Regions from separate parts of the Mus musculus genome. Here all the other regions are linked to region 2. Evidence: chromatin contacts called from public Micro-C and promoter capture Hi-C data. All regions are on one chromosome and are shown on one strand. The core of a region is the stretch at or near the end of the contact, and the rest is flanking DNA. Distances in the headings are between cores, read along the strand shown.

Region 1 (3,617 bases), core at 370-2,869, 1.1 Mb after region 2:
GCCTAAAGCTGACATTTACAAAGTCACTAAGAAAGCTACTGTCAAATTGCTATACAGGGTGATGGGGAGATGGATGGCTTAGTCACTAACAGTGCTTGTTACTCTCCCAGAAAACAGAGAATTTAGTTCTCAGCACCTACAAGGCAGCTCACAAGTGCCTGTAATGCCACTGCCAGTCGATCTGATGCCCTATTCTGGCCTCCTTGGGCACCCACACACGTCAGAAACCAGACCCTCAGAAAACAGCAAGATAAGTAGAGTTGTACTTAAATCTAATTCTAGTTTAGATGTTTCTGTTAAAATCTGCTCAACAGAACAGAAGTTCATCAAGCCCCCCCCCTCTCTCTTTCTAAAAAGATTTATTTTATTTATATGAGTACATTGTATCTGTCTTCAGACCCACCAGAAGAGGCCATGGATCCTATTATAGTTGTGAACCACCACGTGGTTGCAGGGAATTGAACTCAGGACGTTTGGAAGAGCAGTCAGTGTTCTTAACCGCTGAGCCAACTTTCCAGCCCGCAAGCCCATTTCTCTTACCAGGGACAGCAGAAGGGCAGCTCTGGGACAGGGCAAGAGCTCTGTCTCTCCCCACTTTGGTTCAGAGATAACTGTGATGCAGTTTGCTGTGTAAATCTCCCCCCTACCCCTTTTGCCAGGTGTGAGCACCTACAGTTCCCACTCCTGTAAACGTGTTTAATTGCTCAAAGTGTAACTTAGGGGCGGCAACATAAAAACAACTCACTGATAAAAGCACACACAAGAACAGGGTGTGATCAGTTTGATCGCTCAAACCTGTGTAAAAGAAGCAAGCTTTGTTCTGGGCTGGTCTCTCCTTGGATGTTAGAACCCTGTGCACACTATTAAATATGAAAGACATTTTCCAGGGCCTGGAGAGATGGCTCAGCGGGTAAGAGTACTGACTGCTCTACAGAAGGTTCCGAGAGTTCAAGTCCCAGCAATCACATGGTTGATCTTAACCTCTGCATGTATGTACTTCTGAGATTCAAACTCAGGTCTGGAGGATTGTGTTGCAAGCACTTTTACCCTGCAAGGCGCCTCTAGAAGCCTTAGATAAATGTAACGTCAAGAGCTGATGAACTCTCTGTACTTGTGGTTTGTTGAATGACGCTGAACACTGTTTGGGAACTGTGTCTTACACTCATTGCAAACAATTCCCAGCCACAGGAAGGTATCTAATAAATTATCATGGAATAAATAATGGGTCTTCTATATGTACTGGATTGATCATATCAATAAAGGTGCTGTTCTTGTAGCTGTATGGATGGGTATGTGTGAGGGGTGCTGGTTGTCCCCAGCTGAGTGAAATGGGCATGTGTGAGGGACACGAGCCCTCGCCCCTTTGGCTTCCCAGCGCTAAGGCACCTTCTTTACGGATCCCTGGCCCCGCGTCGCCGTGATCGCCTGCCGACTCCTCCAGACTGGGCTCCGCCACGCTGTCCACCGGCGGCTCAGAGACTTCGGGGTGCATGCTCACTCCTGGCCCGACCACTCAGCCCTAATACTCTACGGTCCGCGTCGTTGGCTGTCCAACGCTTTCCCGGTCGCCGCGGCAACCAGTGCGCACGCGCAGTCAGTTACGCCGCCGAGGGCGGGCCTAGCCGAGGGGGGGCCACGGGGGAAACTGCACCCGGGCGCGTGCGCGGATCACGTGGGTAGCGGACCTGCGGTGGTGTCCCGGGGCGGCGGCCGCGCGGGCAGCGGGCGGGACGGGCTTCGGAGACCGCGCCTCTCGCTGCAGGTATTGCGCCCGCGCCCCTCACGCCCCTCGCGCCCCGCTTCCGTCCCTGGCCACGCCCCCTGGACCCCGACCCTCGGGAACGCCCTCCCCCCCGCCGCGCCCCGTAGCGGGGAACTCTGGTTCCGCGCTCTAGGCAGCCGCTCAGCTCCCTGAGCAGGTGTCCCGGGCCTGGTCCTCGGCAGGAGGCTCGCACAGGCGACACGCCCCGGGACGGCCCTTTTGTCGGTGTCTCTTTATCCTCCTTTATTCCTGGTCGCTAGGTCTAAGTAGGTTCTAAGTCTCAGGACTGATGCAGAATGGCCGCGCTGCTGAAGAAAGCGCGCAGCTTCTGCAGAGCCCGGTGGGTTTTGCAGAGTCGCTGGGCCGTGCCCGGCGCCACTGGGGAGGGATGGGACACTAGCAGGGAGTCCCTGTTCTGCTACCAGGACTCAGCCGCACCCCTGGGCGGTGACCGCAGCGGGTTCGGGTTCCCACGGGGAGTCTCAACGACCACCTGCCAGGGCTCTGGGCCGAGCCTTCGCTGAGATCCTGGGATGTCGTTGCGTCCGTTTCCTTCCTCTTGTGTAGTACACCCGGGTGCGATTGAGGAAGGGGATAAAGTGAAGCCGCGGGGACAGCGCTCTTAGCTTCTTCATAAACTCGGGTCAGTACGAATAGGGGTCGCTAGCATCGAACCCTGAGCGATGATCCTGCCTAGTGGCTCCGGTTTATTGAGGGGTGGCGGGAAGGCACTGTTGCAAATGCTTTTTATGCGTCACCTCATCGAATTCTCGTTGTAGGGGAGAAGCGTTAGCCGCTTTTTACAGGTGGTGGTGTTGTAACTTCATTCCCAAGGGTGGGATGGCTTTTTCAGAGTGACCCTAGTCATTGCTAAAATATTACAGACGCGCCATGTCCAACGTTACTTTATCAGTGGAGGGTGTGTGTGTGTGTTGGGGCGGGGGGAGTGTTGTTTATTTATGTGTGGGTGTGGAGGCTACGGGTCAGTGTCTGTCACTTGCAACCTTATTTTTCGAGAAAACGTCTCTCACAGAACTCAAGAGTTTTCTTTATGTTTGACTGACTGACTGGCCCCCAGGGTCCTCTCGTCTGCTCCTTTCTTCCCAATACTGAAATTACAAATTGGTTCTGCTTACATACCCACTCTTAGATACTGCTGGGGACCTCAGCTCAGGTCCTTAAGCTTGCACAGCAAAAACAATCTGCTGAGCCATCTAACCAGTCCCCAGTGCATATTTTTTTAATTGAGGCAAAATTCATGTAACGAGATCCATCATTTTAGCCATTTTGAAATGTACAATTCAGAACTTTGTAGTTAGGTAGGTTTCACCGCCCTATTTCCAGATAATTTCCACAACCACAAAAAGGGATTCCACCTCATGGGCTGCAGTTTGGGCTCATCTTGCCCCTTGTGTTTTCTGTGTCTCTGGATTTCCTTATTGCAAACACGCTTTATACATGTGACCGTATGCTGAATGGTCTTTTGTGTCCCCCAACCTCATGTTTTCATGTCATAGTGTGCGCTCATGCCCCATTCCTTTTCAGAGCTCAGTATTCCACAGTGTCGTGCACGGGCCACGTTTTGTTCATTGCTGGACGGACGTTTGGGCAGTTTTCATCTTTCGGCTAGTGTGAGTTAGGCTGATAGGAGCCCACTTTGTAAAATTTTAATGCAAGCAAAAACTGTCACTTATTTTGGATGAGAGCCTAGGAGTGGCCTGCACTTGCCTTAATTCCCTGTGCCTAGGTGGAGACCTGGGGCTCAGGGGTATTGGCTCTTGGGTCAGAGTCCTGGGTTCCGGTTCCTATGTTGCTGTTCTTTTTTCTCCATCTCATTGTCGATTCAATCGGTGAT
Region 2 (3,739 bases), core at 729-3,228:
TATCCATGCTCCTTCAAGCAGGCAAACGCCCTGTTCAAATTCTCATCTCTCCCTAAAATCCCGGTAAGGCCAAGCTACCAGGCATCTTTGTTAAAAAAATCCCAGCACAGGACCTGAGACATAGGGGCAAAAAGACATTTAGTTTGCCTGTTTGAAAGTAAAAGTCGGGGGCTGGTGAGATGGCTCAGCAGGTAAGAGCACTGGCTGCTCTTCCAGAGGTCCTGAGTTCAAATCCCAGCAACCACCCGTAATGAGATCTGATGCCCTCTTCTGGTGTGTCTGAAGACAACTACAGTGTACTTATGTATAATAATAAATAAATCTTTGGACCAGAATGAGCGGGGTCTACCAGAGCGAGCAGGGTTGACCAGAGCGAGCAGAGGTCCTAAATTCAATTCCCAACAACCAGATGAAAGCTCACACCCATCTGTACAGCTACTGTGTGTACTCATATACATAAAATAAATAAGTAAATCTTTAAAAAAAAAAAAAAAAGAAAAAGAAAGTAAAAGTCCTGAGCCGGGCATGGCGGTGCACATCTTTAATCCCAGAACATGGGAGTCAGAGGCAGGTTAAGTCTCTGCGCTCCAAGGCAGCCAGAGCCATGCAGAGAAACCCTGTCATGAAAAACCAAAGGGAGGAGAAAGAAAAGGGCAGGGAAGGGAGTGAAAGTCCTGCTCACCATGTGCTCGAAGGCACACCGAAGTAGAAATGGCTCTCTTGCCAATCAGGCTCAGCGCTCTGGAAGCCAACATTCTGAAAGACAAAAAAAAACCCTTATACCTCTTAACAATGACAGCAAACACCTTTTAGCCAAAGTCTTTTTGCGGCAAAACATTAAGGAAGTAAATGCAACTTATCCCCCGAAATGTTAAATGTTTTTTTTTTTTTTTTTTGGTAATGATTTCATCAACTTTTTAAGGCACGGACTGGCCTGAAAGCTTCCACTATTACCTTCCTCTACCTCGTAAGAGCCGGCATTACAGGCCAGAGGCATGCCCCCAGGATCCGGTTTTTATTACTGATGCGAAGGCACAGGGTGAACTTCCTTACATCAAGCCAAGGGCTGTAATATACATGGCTTTGGCCAATGACTATAAATCCGGCTTCTTAAAAAATTAACTAGAAAGACAAAAATGACTGAAACTGCTAGAACTAGATATATAGATAGATAGATAGATAGATAGATAGATAGCACGGTAGCACACCTCCTGCGACTGAGTTTTATTTTAAAAATTGACTTGTACAGAGACTGCGAAGGGCAAGCGGGAGGAGGCCGCCCAGGCTCAGGCCCTGGCCCGCTTCCCGTTCCTGCGTCCCGCAGGCGACCTGGATGACCCTGTCACCCGCCCCAGCGACCCGAGCCCCACGCCTCACTGTAGCACAACCCCTGAGATTCGATCCCCGAGAAAGAACGTCCGAGCCCGGGAAAAAAAAAATCAACGCCCGGGGCGGCAGAAACCGTAGCGTGACGTCAGGGCTCAGGTCGCTGTCCCTCGGGCCTGGCACAGCGGGAACGCCCGGTGCCCGGCAGGCCGGAGCGGGGACCCGAGACAACAGACCCGCTCGGGGAAGCGGGCGCCCCAAGGTCACCGAGCCGCTCAAGTCCCGGGTCCGGGGGCGTCTCGGAGGCACCGCTCCCGGCCCCGGCGCTCCAGGTCCTCGGGCCCCCGACCGTGCCACCCTCACCCGCCGTCCAAGGCCGTCACCTGCCACCGCTGCCCAGGCGACCGCCGCGACCGCCCTCTACACCCTGGGGTGCTCGCGACCGGAAGAACGGGGCCCGCAACCGGAAGACCAAGACGGAGCCGCGAAGCATCGCGGGAATCAGGGAAGCCCCGCCCCAAGCCCGTCCGTTTCAGAGCGCGGGGCGGGGCGGGGCGGGGCGGCGCGGCTCGGGGCAGGGCGGGGCAGGACGAGGCGGGGCGGGGCGGTAACTGTCGCGAAAGGCCGAGCGGGTAGCAGCTGCTTTCCGGCAGACGTTTTCCGGCCGACCGGCTGAGGCGGGAGGCCGCGGCCGGAGGTGCGAGAGCGTCACGGCGTGCAGCGGAGGGTCGTGGCGGAGGACCGCGGTGCGTGGGTCGCGATGCCCGGCGTGAAGCTGACTACGCAGGCCTACTGCAAGATGGTGCTCCACGGCGCCAAGTACCCGCACTGCGCCGTCAACGGGCTCCTGGTGGCCGAGAGGCAGAGGCCGCGCAAGGAGCATCCTCCCGGAGCGGGCAGCCACACGCTCTTCGTGGACTGCATCCCGCTCTTCCACGGCACGCTGGCTCTGACGCCCATGCTGGAGGTGGCGCTCACCCTGGTAAGCTCGCGGTCGAGGCCGCGGCGCGGGGTTCCGGGCCGGGCGGAGTCGGGCGCCCTTCGCGGGACGCTGCGGCTGCTCCCGGGGAGCTCTCGAGGTTTTGTAAGATGACCGAGAAACTCGAATGTGTGGTGGACGTCCTTAAAACCAGCACTCGAGATGGGGAGGCAAGAGTTCGAGGCCAGCCTGGTCTACATTAGTGAGATCTGGGATAGGTAACGTTTAAAGTTTAAACTTAATGTGTTTGTGAGGCCACAAAGAAAAAAATGCCTATAGCATGTAAATCTCTAGTTTTACAGAGGTTTTTTTGTTTGTTTGTTTGTTTTTGTATTTTGTGGGTCCACTTGCCGATTTTTTTGCCCCAGACTTGCTGTTTTAGCAAGATTATAGGTTATAATACGGACTGCTGTTTCTGCGCTTGTAATCAAACTCGGTTTCTCTGCTTAAGAGACATTTGCAAGACCCGGAATTCTAACTCTGCGGTTTGCCTTTATAAAGCCCTGGACTGATATGGTCAGGCGCTGCTTACTACATCTTGGAAGCGCTCTCAGGTGCAGTCCTGACGCACCTGAGAAACAGATCAGACCCGTAACCACCCAGTCTCCCCACAGCCTCATTTACATCTCAGAATGAGCTCTGAAGTTAAAAATCTGAGCTGGCCTAGGAGGGAATGCTAATCCTGTCTCCCCCTCTCCCACCAAAATGACTGCATTGAATCGGAGACTTGCTTTGAATGTAGCCCCCCATGCTAGCCTGGCACTCCCAGCACTTCCTGCTCTAGATTCCTGAGAACTGGGATTACCGACGCGACTCGCATTCCTTGATTTCTGTTTCTTTTGTTTTCTGGGGGAGAGGGTTAGGGTTTCACTCTTGTGGCCTTGCCGAGTTTGGGACTCTTCTGTAGACCAGGCTGGCGTCCTACACACAGACCAGCCTGCCTCCATCTCCTGAGGCTAGGTCTAAAGGTGTGCACTACCACCACACCTTGCTCATCCATTATTTAATTTACATTAAAACACCAGAGGTAATTTCCAGCAAACTACAAGAGCCTACAGGCAAATCGGCACGTTTACTGGGCACATTTTGAATGTTTTTTAGATTCTTTCTGAGCAGGAGGAAGGTTTGCAGATGATACTTCGTTCCAGAAGAGAAGCGTGCTTTTAGTGCCTAAAGTGTCTCTTGAGAGTTCCTGTGGGTGATTCTGGCCACCGTCTAAGTTGTTCTGTTAGCAAGGGAGTTGCACCTGGCTGGGCCCTGCCTTCCACAGTAGGGCAGGCTTCTCAGGTTCTCTCCTGACTTGGTGGGGTGGATTGAACCCAGGGCTCAGTTAGACTTGGATTTGTAGAGGTCTGGCAAGCTCTGTGCTGAAGAGCTCCTAGCACCAGCTGATGGAGGAGCTGGAGAGATGGCTCAGTGGTTGGAGCACTGGTT
Region 3 (3,360 bases), core at 346-2,845, 1.1 Mb after region 2:
AAGTAATTGCTCTAGTTATTCTGAGACAGCCCCTAGGCAGCTGTTAGCCAGGGTCAGCATGTGCGCTTGGCAGAATATTGCTCTTCCTGATACGAGAACCTGGACTTAATGAGGACCGGGATTCAATGGTGTTGTGACCCAGTACCCGCTTTGAACTTTCTAACAGAGGCATGGTCTTTGATACGGGAGTGTTCCTAATGGCCGGGGGTGTCTCCATTTGTCCTGTCCCTAATCAGTGGTGATCTTAACAGAAACCCAGAAAACCAAAACTTTAATTACATTTGTGGTAAAGCCATCTCTTTCCTACAGTCTGGTTAGTCCACTACTCAGCTCTGAGCACTCCTTTAGCTAAAGTCTACTGTATGCAGGCTTAATGGGTCCTTTATGACATCAACTTATTGCTCCCAGCTTCTCCTGAGCCAGCAAGGGTCTTCTAATTACTGGGCTTCAGGCATCTGAAGGACAGAAGACCTTGGGGAGAGTGTGGCGAATCAGCAGGGAGACATCAGGCCAAGAGCAAGATTCAAGTCTCAGGGCAGAGAGTGGGCAGGCAATGGGGTTGCCACAGCGAGTTTCCGGAATGATGGGTTATCCATAGGATTCTGGAACCTGGGAATAAATGCGGTCTATCCTTTTCAATGTGTGGGGCTACTGTCTCAGAACCGCCCTTTTAAAATCTCGTTTGTATGTCTGTGTAGGATTATGTATAGGCGTGCAGGTGCCCTCAGAGGCCAAAAACCTGATCCCTCCGAAGCTGAAGTTACAGTGAGCAGGTTCTGGGATGGAAACTTGGCTCCTATACAAGAGTACTGTCCCCTCTTACATGCACTCTTCTGACTGAACACCTGAGGGAAAACACAAGAGTGCTGCACAAGGTCCCCTCCATACCCTGACCTAAATCCTGGGTCCGGATCCCCTTTTCTTGAGTTTGCTCGGCTGGAGGTCCCAATGCAAAACCCAGTTTCCATACCAGGTTTGGCAGCCAAGGTGAGCTTATGAGCCTAGGACTCAGGGTTTGTCTCCTCCATCCTGTTTGCTTCAGTCACAGTCCCCGAGCACACTTAGGTTGTGCCAGGGCCAAGAGTGATCGATCCAGCTCAGTACTAAGGCTGAGAATGGGCCCGTTCTACAGGTGGCTAAATTGCTCAAGTGCGTTTTACCAGACGAAATTCACCTTGATCCTGTTTGTTCCAAATGGTAAATAGTTGGTGTTACAAACGTCCTGTTTCTCAAGATGCTGATGCACCCTCCTGGCAGCAGTAATAAACTGGGGCCATGGGAGTAGTTCAGGAGAACACATAGATTGGATAGGCGCCGTCCCACTTCAGCCGCGCAAAGGTGCTCGCACCCTTCCTGAGTTTCCAGGCCAGGAAACCTGGAGAAACCTAAACCACCAGGGTTCCCTATATATACCCAGAGAGGGCGATTTGGCCTCGCCCTCGGCTCCGCCCCTTCCCGACCCCTCCCCCAAGACCGCAAATGTCGCGAGAGCTCCGCACAGCCTCTCGCCTCGGTGCCGGGCCGTCAGGAGCGCGCACGCAGGTCGCGGGCGCGCAGAGCACGCCGGGCCGTCGTAACCCCCCCACGCCCCAGCGGCGTGGTCTCGCGAGACTTGCGAGTAAACATCCCCCGAATGGAGACCCGAGGCGTGTTCGCGGCGGAGCCGCCGTTCTCCCGGGTCCGCCGACCCCGAGCCTGAGGCGGACGCAGGTACGTTTGCCGGCGGCGGCCGAGAGCCGGACGCGCCCTAGGCTCAGCCGTCCGCTGCCCGCGCGGGGGCCGCCGGCTACCGCAGCTGCTTCCCCAGAAATTGGCCCGGAGCGGCGGCGGCGGCTGCGGCGGCCTGGCCTGCGCCTGCGCGCCGCGGTGCGCAAGCGCCGTTCGCCTCCGCAGGGCCCTGCGGTCGCGAGCCCCGGGGAACCGAGCTGCAGCTCAGTGCACATCGCGGCTCGGACTCGCATTTGCTGTAGGTGTTTTTGAGTGGCGCTTTGAAGGGACGGGAGGAGCACTTGAAGATTTCATTCTGGGATCAGCCTCGCTAGCAACCCCTAGGTTTGGAGGCGAATGAAAAAGCCGGACAGAGAAAAGCATAAAAATCTGCAAAACTAGTCGGGGGGGGAAAAAGTTAATATTTAAGACAAGGTCTGAGTAGCTCAAGCTGGCTTTGAACTCCTGATCCTCACGTCTCTGCCTGGCGCTGGGATTAAAGACGTACAGCGCCACACCACTTACCGTTATTTTTTAAACGCAAGACCGTGATTTCTATAAAGTGTCCTATGTATCACAGGGTCACTTGTATTAAGTGGTCCCGCCCTGTGACTTTGTGTCATCTTGCGGAGCAGTTCAGTCGGCACCACAGCCCGCTTTGAGAACCACTCCCCAGACTCCCGGTACCCTGCTGTGGTTAGAACCGATTTTTAGTCTGCTATTTTAGTCACCGATGGACCTGTCTCCTTAGGTTTGCTTTTTGGGAATAGTGGGTCAAGAGTCGCATGTGGCCTTTGGTGTCTTGTTTCCAGAATTCATCTATGTTGTTGCATAAACCAGTACCTTTTTTTATGGTTGTAGCGTAAGTCAGTATTTCATCTTTTACGGCTGAATGATAGTCCGTTGTTTAATAGCCCACAGTTACCCCTATTCATGTGGAATACCTTTTGCCAAGGTCTTATCTTGCAGTATGTGACACATTTGGCCACAGAGCTAATTTTTTGTGGACTTTTTGGTTTTTGTTTTTGTTTTGAGTGTAAGGGTGAAGTGGCTACTGGAACCTGCACTTTTGCTCATTAGGACTCTCCTGCAGTCTCTAAACACCCCTTATAACCAACAATTTGCTGTTACTATCTAAAAAGTGATGCGGTGTTGGCAGGCCTCCCCCTCGCCCCTCGGGAATGAAGGAGCATGTTTTCTGGTCAGATCTTGTTCATTCTTGGTGCTGTCATATGCTTTATTCTCTGACTCAGTTCTCTCTCCGATGGTCGGCAATCTTTGGACTAGGAGGACCAAAAGGGAAGTCTGTGTGTGTGTGTGTGTGTGTGTGTGTGTGTGTGTGCGCGCGCTTCCTTGATCACACTCCACCTGATTTTTTTTTTTTTTTTTTTTGAGACAGGGACTCAGTGATTCTGGAGCCTCTGATTGAGTGAGACTAAGGGGCCACTGTGTCCCAGGGGCAGTCTACCTCAGCTTTCTGTGTGAGTTTTGGGGACTTAATTCAAGTCCTCGTGCTCCATGGATCATCTTCCCAGCTCCTCTAAGGAATCTCTTCAGTGATTTCTTTTGAGGAGAAAGTTGTATATGATTAGCAATTTCTTTTTTTCCCTAAAGTGAGTTATGTTCATTTCAATGTTCATTGGTGCTTTGCCT

Evidence for each region. Promoter capture Hi-C pulls out the DNA fragments that hold promoters and counts their contacts. Hi-C and Micro-C count contacts between places; a contact is called where the count stands out from the background.
Region 1: a promoter capture Hi-C map of liver shows a contact between it and region 2, with 2.8 times the contacts expected there. The contact joins the promoter of Dnaaf1 here to the promoter of Emc8 in region 2. A contact is called at or near these places in 2 of 39 promoter capture datasets (liver and pre-B cells) and 1 of 484 Hi-C or Micro-C datasets (the G1E-ER4 cell line).
Region 3: a contact with region 2 is called in a Micro-C map of the G1E-ER4 cell line, with 8 times the contacts expected there. The contact joins the promoter of Mbtps1 here to the promoter of Emc8 in region 2. A contact is called at or near these places in 1 of 484 Hi-C or Micro-C datasets (the G1E-ER4 cell line) and 1 of 115 datasets of contacts at active chromatin or transcription factors (pancreatic cancer cells).

What each region holds. Positions count from the first base shown.
Region 1 is chr8:119,573,237-119,576,853 of GRCm38.p6, reverse strand. It overlaps Dnaaf1 (dynein, axonemal assembly factor 1), which reads right to left and starts at 1,619. Exons shown (of 12, transcript NM_026648.4): 1 at 1,387-1,619. The coding sequence starts at 1,492. Hsdl1 (hydroxysteroid dehydrogenase like 1) reads left to right here and starts at 1,679. Exons shown (of 5, transcript NM_175185.5): 1 at 1,679-1,762.
Region 2 is chr8:120,666,326-120,670,064 of GRCm38.p6, reverse strand. It overlaps Emc8 (ER membrane protein complex subunit 8), which reads left to right and starts at 1,978. Exons shown (of 5, transcript NM_010926.6): 1 at 1,978-2,308. The coding sequence starts at 2,087. It overlaps Gm27021 (predicted gene, 27021), which reads left to right and starts at 1,923. Exons shown (of 4, transcript NM_001308449.1): 1 at 1,923-2,308. The coding sequence starts at 2,087. Cox4i1 (cytochrome c oxidase subunit 4I1) reads right to left here and starts at 1,840. Exons shown (of 5, transcript NM_009941.3): 1 at 1,710-1,840; 2 at 683-756. The coding sequence starts at 1,819.
Region 3 is chr8:119,556,996-119,560,355 of GRCm38.p6, reverse strand. Mbtps1 (membrane-bound transcription factor peptidase, site 1) reads left to right here and starts at 1,595. Exons shown (of 23, transcript NM_001167910.1): 1 at 1,595-1,710.